2 separate regions of the Rattus norvegicus genome follow, and region 2 is linked to region 1. Evidence: chromatin contacts called from public Hi-C data. All regions are on one chromosome and are shown on one strand. The core of a region is the stretch at or near the end of the contact, and the rest is flanking DNA. Distances in the headings are between cores, read along the strand shown. Region 1 overlaps Iqsec1 (IQ motif and Sec7 domain ArfGEF 1). Region 2 has its middle 130 kb from the start of Nup210.

Region 1 (4,947 bases), core at 1,693-4,192:
AACTCATGACAAACTTGCCTCGGCTTTCCCGGTTCTTTAATTACAGGTTTTAGCTACCATGCTAACACCCAATTCTTTAAGAACTTTCTGAATCTTAAAATATAGGGTATTGATAACAAAGCTAAGGGGCAGTCTAGATCCTAGTATGTCTTTCCTGCCCCTTGACAATCATAAACCCAGGCCTTGTGGCGCACTCCTGCAACCCCAGGAGTATCTCCAATTTGGGAGATTATTTTTGAGACCTTTCCCCCACATGAAAAGTAAACCCATGGCACCTTGCTGGTGCCCATAGTAGGGCAGTAGGATGGGTTCATGGGCCAAGGTGTGAGTCTTACCATCCCCTAAATCTAGTTATAGCTTTGCACATTGTTAGAGCAATGGATTATTTTGAATAACTGTTTAAGACAAGGTTTCACTATGTAGCCTGTGCTAGCCTGGAGACTGCCTTAGAAGATCAACCTCAAACTCACAAAGATTCTCCTGCCTCTGCCTCTCAACTTCCAGAATTAAAGGTGTGTACCCTCATGCCCAGCCTACTGTACTAGTTTAAAAATGTATTTTTAAAAGCAGCCCTTCAAGAAGGAAGATTCTTGAGTAGTTCTTATAGCTAATATTGCTGGTGTGGAGATCAGTTATAGGGCTGGGCTGGTAGGAAGGCGGGCGATAGAAGATAGGTAACTAGGTCTGTGGCAACTGTGTGACCTCAGCCAGGTCCCATCTCCTCTCCAAGCCTCATACAAGCTGTAAGCTAGAACTGGTGGCACCCCCATCCTGCCCCCTTCAAGGCTGCTGAGCACGTGGGTCAGCTGCACTGATGCGTGGAAGATGTGCAAAGGGCACGGTGCAGAAGCTTCATTCCCAGAAGCCAAGAGAGCAAATGTTGACGTATTGAACTATATCAAATTAGACTATATAAATGGAATCAGAATACCACAAACAAGGTAAAAAAGACAAATGGCACCCTGAAACAATGTCTGCCGCACATAGGGCAAGTTAATGAGAAAAATGAGAAGAAAGTTAATTTCCCTAACACAGAAAGTGCTCCTTCCAATCGATAGGACAACTAACCCATTAGAAAACAGCCAAGGCTATGAAAGCCGTTCAAGAAAAATATTCACTCCTGCTTGTAATTAAATGCACATTAAAGAAATGCAATCAAAACACAATTCAATTCACCTGCTTTTAAAAACAAATCTACCTATTTGGGGTGGAGGGGGACTGGATAAATGGCTCAGTGGTTAAGAACACTTGCTGTTCTTACAGAGGACCCAAGTTTGGTTTCCAACGCCCACATTTCTCCTTTGCTTGTCGTTATGTCTCAACAAGTCAACTACAGACGGTCCCCAAGCCATGATCTTTCAACTTATGTTTCCCTCACTTTACAATGGTGAGTGTCATGTACCCAGGGATATGAGTGTGAACACACTCCAGAGTAGAGTTCTGATCTTTCCCTGAGCTAGTAAGATACATCTTCCAAGATGTCAGGATGAGGCAGTAAAGAGGTGTCCCACGGGGGTGGGGGATGGGACACAACCGGTGCTGACCAGCTGGAGAGTCGGTCAGCAGATATATTGAATTAATTTTCCACCAAACATTTTCAGTTCATGATGGGTTTGTTGGATCTTAAATATCCCTGCCCCATCCCCCAAGGTCTGTGTGAAATAGCCTTGGCCTCTAGGGTGGCAGTATTGGGTGGTGGCTGAATCTCCTTGTATCTTCTTTCTCATGCCTTGGCTAGTCACTGCTTCTGCCTCCTGATCTTGCCATGATGGGCTGTGTCACGGTGCCAAGCAACCACAGACAGAGACCTCTACAACTTTAAGTCAAAACGAGATATTTGTTATGGTATGAGAAAGCTGACTTGTATGCTTATGTTAAGTATTTGTACCTTTGGAGGTAAGGGGGCTGGGGCACAGAATAGCCGCTGATCCCTGCATAGACTACTTCTGACAAGGATGAGCCAGGGACAGGGACAGGGACAAGCACAGCAATGCCCTGGGAAGGGCAGGGAGAGTTGGGAACAGGAAAGAGGGAGACTGGCTTTCCACTGAAACATTCTACTTACACGTGTGTGTATTTATGTATATATGTATGCATGTGTATATCTTGCTATATACCTGTATTACTGTTTCTTTCCCTCTGTGTAGCCATGGGTGTCCTCAAACTCAGAGATCTGCCTGCCTATACCTCCCAAGTGCCGGGATTAAAGGCATGCATCACAACACCTAGCCTGGATGTATTGCTGGGTTGTTTTTTTTTTTTTAAATCTGTTTGCAAATAATAAAATTCTGGGGCTGGAAAGACAACTCAGTGGTCAAGAGCACTTGTTGCTCTTGAAGAGGATCTGGGTTCAATTCACGGCACTCACATAGGGGCTCACAACCACCCTGACTCCAGTCCCAGAAGCTCCATGAGTGCGAGGCACACACATAGTACACATACATACATACATGCAGGCAAACACTGACACACATAAAATAAGTGTAAAAAATTACAAAGAAAATAGCAGTTTCTGATCCTAGACAGGATGTTGGGAGGTATGGTGTCTAAGGCCTGCTCTGGCACAGGCTTGGGGTGACTGCCTATGTGACCTCACTATGGAGGGTGTCCCTTCTGAACCCTACAGTTTCCTCTACCAAGTGAGCAAGAAGCATTAGACAAATGCCCGCCTCACACTGCCAGTCCAGAACCTTCTCAGCAGAAGAGCTAAGTGGGTGTTAATAGTCCCAGAGGAGATGGGGAGAGCAGAGCTAAGGGTCAAGGGACCCAAACGATTTCTGAGATCCCTCAGCTCCCTCAGGGCCAGTCCTATCTGCTTTTCCCATGTCCATATCCTGCCTGGAAATACTTATTTCGTGTTTCCTGTCTGGGGTTACCCTGGCAACAGCTCTGTCATCTGTCTGGGTTGGAGGTCAGTCCTGTGGCATGGAACAGATGACCACACTGTACATACCATGTGGGTCTGAGCTGTTTGGGGCAGAGCCTCATGTTGGGCAACCAAACCTACTCACCCAGAGAACAGAGTGGATCCTCCCCTGCCCTGCCCACTTTATGTACAGAGGAAGCTGGGAACGGATGGGGAAGACTGCAAGACACAGAATAGTGTGCTCACAACAGTGCAGATGCTAGCAGCACAGGAAGTCTGTGTAGCAGAAGCCATCCATCCTCCATCTCCCTCCCCTCCCTCTCACCTTTACATCATCAGCAAGCATGTCTGTGTGCCTTCTCCCTGTAGTTAAAACAAGACACTCTTCAACCAGACAGTCATGGCCTGCACTTTCCAGCCCTGGTCTACCCTTCTAGCTCCTCCTTGTATTCACGATTGTTCCTGATGAAGAGTAATTTTCCAAAAATGACTCCATCTGATCCCCCTCCTGCTCAGAACTCCTCTACAGCTTCCTATGATCTTGTGATAAAGAGGTTCCTCACCCAGTCCCATCTCCAGCAGCTTCTCAACAGTCAGACTCAACTTAATGGCTTTGAGCACATACTGCTGTGCCATGCCACCACGTTGTTTGTCTGTTGTAGTCTTCTGCTTCATTCCGTATGCAAAGAAGTCCCCAAACCAACAACAGAAACTACAATTCAAAAACTCTTAAGTCTAAAAAGGCAAATAACCTATAAACATACAACCACACATAAAGCTTCACTGATAAAGACCGAGATTTCACAGTGGTGAAGTACTGTTAGCTTCCAGCACATGAGCAAAACTTCCTAATGTTTGTTGGCTGTGTCCAAACCCATTCGATCCATCTCCAACGCATTTTCTGGGCTCCTACTGTCCAGTACTTCTAGCACAAGGGCTTAGCAGAATGTCTACAGATGATAGCTATTGATAACAGGAACTAAGCAGCCGCACTGAGTAGCTGAGCCCTTCACCTGATGAAGGGCTCTGGGGCTATTCATCCTGCACACAAAAGCTGGCCTTAGAGAGGGCAGCAAGGAAGTTAGAACAAGGGTGCAGGGCTGGGGGCTGCAAGCAGGAGTCAGGCTCAGGGGCTGCTCTGCTGGGGAGAGGAGGTGCTTCTGAGATAGGGGGAGAAGAAGCACCTGAATGGAGGGCAAGGTGGCAGACATGGCCATGTGCCTGCAGCACACAGGATTTGGTACCTACTATATGTCAGGTAGGCACTGTGCTGGGCTCTACCCACACTCTGTCTTCACAGTGCTCCTAGATGGTGCCCCCCAACACACACCCATAGAGGACAGTGGCAGGACAGGGGCTTTCCTAACTAGGTTCTTTTTATCACTCTTTGGCATCTCTGTTAGTCTGGGGCACACTGGATACCATGGCATCAGATGCTTCCCTTACCTAGCCTGAACCTATACCTTCCAGCTCTCTGCCATAGGATCTTCAAATGTAAGAATGTGGTCTGTGAAGCCCCACTTGAGTAAGCATCTCTTCCAGTGTTTAGCCTTGACACACTGGAGGGTACCATGATAGGGATGTGTTCAGAACAAGGGTAACAAGACTATGGCAGGGGTTATGGGCTAGACCTTTTCCTTCTGGAGAGTCATCTAGATGACCTTTTTAAATGGGAGGAGGGTTTTAACACGATGAAAATAGCATTTAAAAGTGTATGGTCAGGCCAGGAGTGTGGCTCAGTAGGATGTTACTTGCCTAGCACACACAGAGTTCTTCCATTCTCAGTCAAAAAAAAAAAAAAGAAAGAAAGAAAGAAAAAAAGAAAAGAAAAAGAAAAAAAGAAAGCCACTCTCGATCTCTTCTCTTTTCCGCTCTCTTGCCCTCTTCCCCTTTGTCTCTTCTCTCCCCATTCCCCTCCCCTGCCCCTTCCCTCCATGTGCCCATTGCCGGCCTCCTTTACTTCTCCCTCTTCTACTCTTCTTCTCTCATTAAACCTTTCCATGTGGAAAAAAGAAAGGAAGGAAGGAAGGAAGGAAGGAAGGAAGGAAGGAAGGAAGCCAGCCAAACTGGTAATACAAACC
Region 2 (4,944 bases), core at 635-3,134, 240 kb after region 1:
GTACAGAGGTATGCAATAAAGCAAATATTGAAAAACTTTAATTGCAGAACCTGGAGGGAAAGAAGGGGAAGTGGTGTTCAGCTCTGCATGATTCTTTCTACTTTTCCATGCTTGAAAATTCTAGACTTAAACAATCCTCCAAAGCAATTTCAATGTCCTGGCTAACCCTGTTCCAAAGCTACCGTCTATTGAGTCCTTGGTGGCAGATACCACAGGCAGTACCTATGTCTGATCCCCTAAAGTAGAAGTTACTCTCATTTGTCATGGGACTTACAAACTTTGAGCCACTGGAAAACAGCTACAGCAGGGGCTAGATCTCCCAACCCCCTGCTAGATGAGGGCTAAGTGCCCAGGGACTAGTCAAGAGAAAGCCTTAAATGTCCTCCAGAGGAAGCCTAGGGCAGTTAGGGTAACAGGGGCATTGCAACATCAAAGCTGCCATGCTTTATTGATGGAAACAGAGCCCTTTCCATATGCAATACTTACTGACCAGTACATTCTGCATAACTCTGAGTTATCAGCTCCACAGAAAAGACCGGTTACACAGGAATTCCAAACATGTTGTTCAGTCACATTTAGCTTACAGTTGGGGAGATCTGGTCTGCAGCCTGACCTGTGTCTACCTTGGGTCAGTGTCAGCAAGCAGGAAATCCACTGAACTCAGATGGTCTCATGACTGCATCAGTAGCTCTTATTCCCTTTCGGATAGGTCAGTTTCACCTTCTTAGATTCCAGTATTTGACAAACTCCCAGTTTGTCTATGTTTGTTTCTCTGCTGGCTCAGTGGTAATTATTCCTATTGACACCCAGACAAGCACAGAATAGTATTATTCCCAAGTTAAGCCAAGTGTTGCTCTTCTATGAAAAAATAAAGTATCACAAACAATCTAATCAGCTGTCAAAGCAATATCATAGACAAAATAACTGACAAATATCCATCCTAATGACAGAACATATGGATGTCCCCAAATGCCTGCCTCCTGTGGCCAAGCATGACACCTCCCTCCCATGGCGAAGCCCTGAGGTCTGAGGTTTCTGCAGGCACGGTGTGACCCGTGTCTGGTGTGAACACTCCCGTTGGAAGCACCAGCAGCTCTCAACTGCAATTCACACACTGCACCACTCACTGTTTCTCTCAGCACCAGCTAGATAAAGAAGCATTCCCTGATTTATTTTCTGGGTTGTAAAATAATAATTTGCTTAGCTTGTCAGACGACTGGGAGAGAGCTTCAGAAAAACACTCCCTCATCTTTCTGTGGACTCTACCATCTGCTGGAAAAATAAGAATGGCTCACCCTGATCCCTTACAGTTTAATACATTTTGTCCAACTAGGACAAGTATCCCAAAGTGAGGTGCAGCTTGTTCCCTGACAGAGGGACATCTTCCCAACACTGGATACAGGCTTTATCTCAGCTGGGAGAACAAGAATATTATTTAGTGGAAACATAAACACAGGGTCTCCTGCCACCAGTTTCTCAGTCACAGATGAGGAGAAAAATGGCCCTCCTAGAATCTCCAATGTCCCTAGTCTTTGCTCCTAAGGAGAAAGGAATATGCACATAGAGCACTCTGCTTTCTGACCACTACACCCCAGTTTTGGTACTTCCTAACCACTTTGAGGAACACAATTCAAAGGCTCCTTGCCAAGACCATCATAGTGTTTTCTGTGTTATCTGCCTGCTGCTAATTAGGACAGTCCAGTTTTGTCCTGCCTCCCCCTCTTCTCCAGCCTCCCTTGAGCATGCCCCTGAAATGAAGCACCACCATCATAGTTAATGTCACCACAAACCCAGGAAAAGCACTTTGTTTGGTAAGTCAACAGACACTGAATGCCACTGAAAACCTCCCCCAGAGTGAGTCACCAACTCAGAGCCTCAGAAAGAAACGTCCTCTCAGAGTGATGTGTGATGTGACAGCCCTTGAGGGCTGGAGCAGATGAGAAGGCGGAAGAGGCTGTTCCACTGGGCCTCTCCCCAGCCACTTGAGGCTGGTGTTTACTTGTGCTGAGAAACTTCAGGAGATCAAAGGCTAAAAGGGGGTCACCTTTTTCCACCTTTTCCCCTTTACACAATCACCGCCAAAAGCACTACATTGGTGACAGGATTCAAAAGGGCAAAAGGGATCCACACATGCTGCGTACCCTCAAGCACTGGCCTGGAGCCAGAAAGAATCCTGAGAAGTGGTCTGATCATTCCACAGTGTGAAAGGCAGGCAGGAGGTGAACAAGATCAGGAGCCAAACAGTGTGAGAGCCAACACTGGCTTAAGACCAGATGGCAGAGTTTAAACAAGGCATGTGATCACTCTGAGCCTAGGTTTCTCATCTGTACAATGGGAGCAGCAACTGTCTTTCCTGATAGGAGTGATGACACATAAGGTATGAGCACACAGCAAACTTTTAGGGGATATTGTCATGCTCTCCTAACTTTGGTTCAATATATTCACCCATACCTGCTACATGATGATTCCAATAATCCTTCTCTTCCCAGGCTTTACCCATTGAGGCAATGTACTCTGAGCACTTACAAGGTACCCAAGCTCTATTGAGGGGAATGTGGTTCTAGAAATGGATCATTAGAATGTAGCTGACTGCACACTGCATATGAGTGCTGATGTCAGGGGAAAACCAACATCAATAACAACAGAAGCAAATAACTCCCAGATAGCAAAAGCACCATGAATGAACAGATTTCTTCCCTGTTTTAATCTTCTCCCCCAGTGCTGGGAATAAATGATGACTCTTGGTACTAGAGGTCAAGACATGTAAGAAAGCCCTCTGAGGAAGAGCTTAAAGGTTCCTGGGATTGAAAGCTTCTAGCATGCCTAAGGATCTGTGCCTAGTGAGGTAATTATCAAGCTCACTCTTGTCTCGGGGAAAGCAATGGACCCCTGAAGCTCATCTATATAGTGAGTGAGCAGGGAGCTCCTAACTCAGGCTGCAGTGGCTACCAGCTACTTAGAAAAAGGTCAGTCAGATCTTGCTCAGCCAGCATGCTTGTCAGACCATCTCTTATAAGGGCCACTATATGTAAAGAGGGAGACCTGGGAATGGTGTCATCCATGTCAAAGGTAGGGAGAAGTAGAGCCCAGTCCCCCAGCTCCATTTCCCTCAAACTGTGGCCCTGTACTGCTCTATCACCTCTGGAAACTCAGCTTAATAACAGCTGTCAGCTCCAGCAACCCTTCACCACAGCTCCATATCCCCCATTGCACATCTCTTGCACCCAGCCTTTAAGTTTCCACCTCCTGCTTGGGCTCAGCTGATCCAAAGAATTGAGAAACTGACAGACATGGGAAGAATCTAGCCTGCATGAATTACCTACCAGTGCCCATCCCCCCATCCCCGCGTGTGTGTGTGTGTGTGTGTGTGTGTGTGTGTGTGTGTGTGTGTGTTACCTTAGGGGGAAAAAATGGGAGGCAGCTAGGCTGATTCCTGATTCATGTGCATTTAAGGAAAGCTGGAATGAGGAAAGGTGCTGTGACCTGTCCCACAGTCACCAGCTGGGATGTGTAGAGCTGGGCCTTAGTCTCAAGTTCATCTACCCACATTCTTTTCTTTATGTGGTATTATTTATCTCTTCTGTTCTGTGAATCTTTCTGTATCACCAAGTATTATCTCTGATGGTTCTGCATACAACAGGCACTTAATAAAAGCTCTCAAGGGGCATTAGTCACCACACACTCTTTCACATCTTTCACATCAGTCAATTTATTTACATAACCCCCTGACACAACCAATCTATGTTTGGAAAAGCAGCCCCTAGTGCCTCAGGGCCCTAAGCACGCAACAGTTAAATACTATCTCATCTCGCAGAACTAGAGGAAGGATATGGGGTATCTCCTGCCAGGAAAGGAAGGAATTGGTACTCCTTTTCCTAAAGGGCTAGGAAATTAGTTGCAGTCAGGGAAACAGGGCTGGTACACTATCTCTTGAAGGGACCCTCCTGTTCCTTGTCCTACCCCCCATTCCTCACAGCTCCTTATCATGGAGTCTACATTCCAACAACATAGAATGCCCCAGCCTGTGAGAGCAGTAGATTCTCCAGCCTGCTCCAAATCTGCTAGGTCAGAATCCAATAAGCAAAGAAGCACAGGCTCCTAGTGTGCATATTCAAGTTTACAAACTGCCTTAGATCTAGACTGAAGGGCAAAAACTGTGCAGCCTCTTGCTTTCCTTAAAGATGACACTATACTTTTTTAAGGTGACACAGGCTTTAGCTCTAGTGGGGGTTGGGGGGAGCAAAACCAGATGGTTTCAAAGCAGGAATCTTATGAAATAAAATTTCAGCATTTGTACCCCCTGACCTCAGCCAAGACCACTGTCTGGATGGACAATGGAGGCTCCCCCAGGCAGAGAAAGAAACCTCAGCTCCTCAAAGTTCTCCTGTCCACATACCTCGGTTGGTCAGTAGGGGTGACTTTGAAAGAAAAAAAATATATATATACATATATATACATATATATATATTCTGGGATAGTGTTGTGAGGCATCAGTCGACCAACGTGTGTCACTGTTCCCTATCAAAACAGGAATGTGTGTCCCTGCCCTGGTGCCCCCTCCCCTAAGCTTCGAGAGACTTCATTTCAGCAGCCCAGACTTTCCTCTCCATTCTTGCATCTAGCATGGGCTGACCCACAGCTTCTGTGAAGGGGTCTAATGAAGAGCCTCAGAACTAAGAGCTCCCTCTCTGTTCTCTCAAGTGGAAGGAGATGCTCTGAATCAGTGAGCCCAGTTAGGAGCTAGCCACAAATCCCCTACCTCCCAAATGAACAGAAAGTAGGGGTGCATTATAGCACCTCAATCTGCCCTCTGTAGAGTCACAGAACTCAGCCACATTCTGGCGTTTCAGACCCTCCATCCGCACACAAAATTGTTCTCTTCCAAAGAGTGGACCAGCCCTAGCATAAATTTTCCAAGCAGGCTGTAGCAGGCCTTCTGTCCCA

The links. Hi-C and Micro-C count contacts between places; a contact is called where the count stands out from the background.
Region 2: a Hi-C map of the A7r5 cell line shows a contact between it and region 1, with 2.1 times the contacts expected there. The contact joins two enhancer-like sites. A contact is called at or near these places in 2 of 12 Hi-C or Micro-C datasets (the A7r5 cell line and Schwann cells).

What each region holds. Positions count from the first base shown.
Region 1 is chr4:124,800,804-124,805,750 of GRCr8, forward strand. All of the region lies in intron 1 of Iqsec1 (IQ motif and Sec7 domain ArfGEF 1), which reads right to left. Among named protein-coding and RNA genes, the nearest start is that of Iqsec1, 24 kb to the right of the region's middle. Within about 2 kb of position 2,943, at least 7 of the 93 cell types and tissues checked have an H3K27ac peak or open chromatin away from gene starts, as enhancers often do. A contact at or near this core is called in the A7r5 cell line, where this site is marked.
Region 2 is chr4:125,039,412-125,044,355 of GRCr8, forward strand. It overlaps a transcript of Iqsec1 not described here. Among named protein-coding and RNA genes, the nearest start is that of Nup210, 130 kb to the right of the region's middle. Within about 2 kb of position 1,885, at least 15 of the 93 cell types and tissues checked have an H3K27ac peak or open chromatin away from gene starts, as enhancers often do. A contact at or near this core is called in the A7r5 cell line, where this site is marked.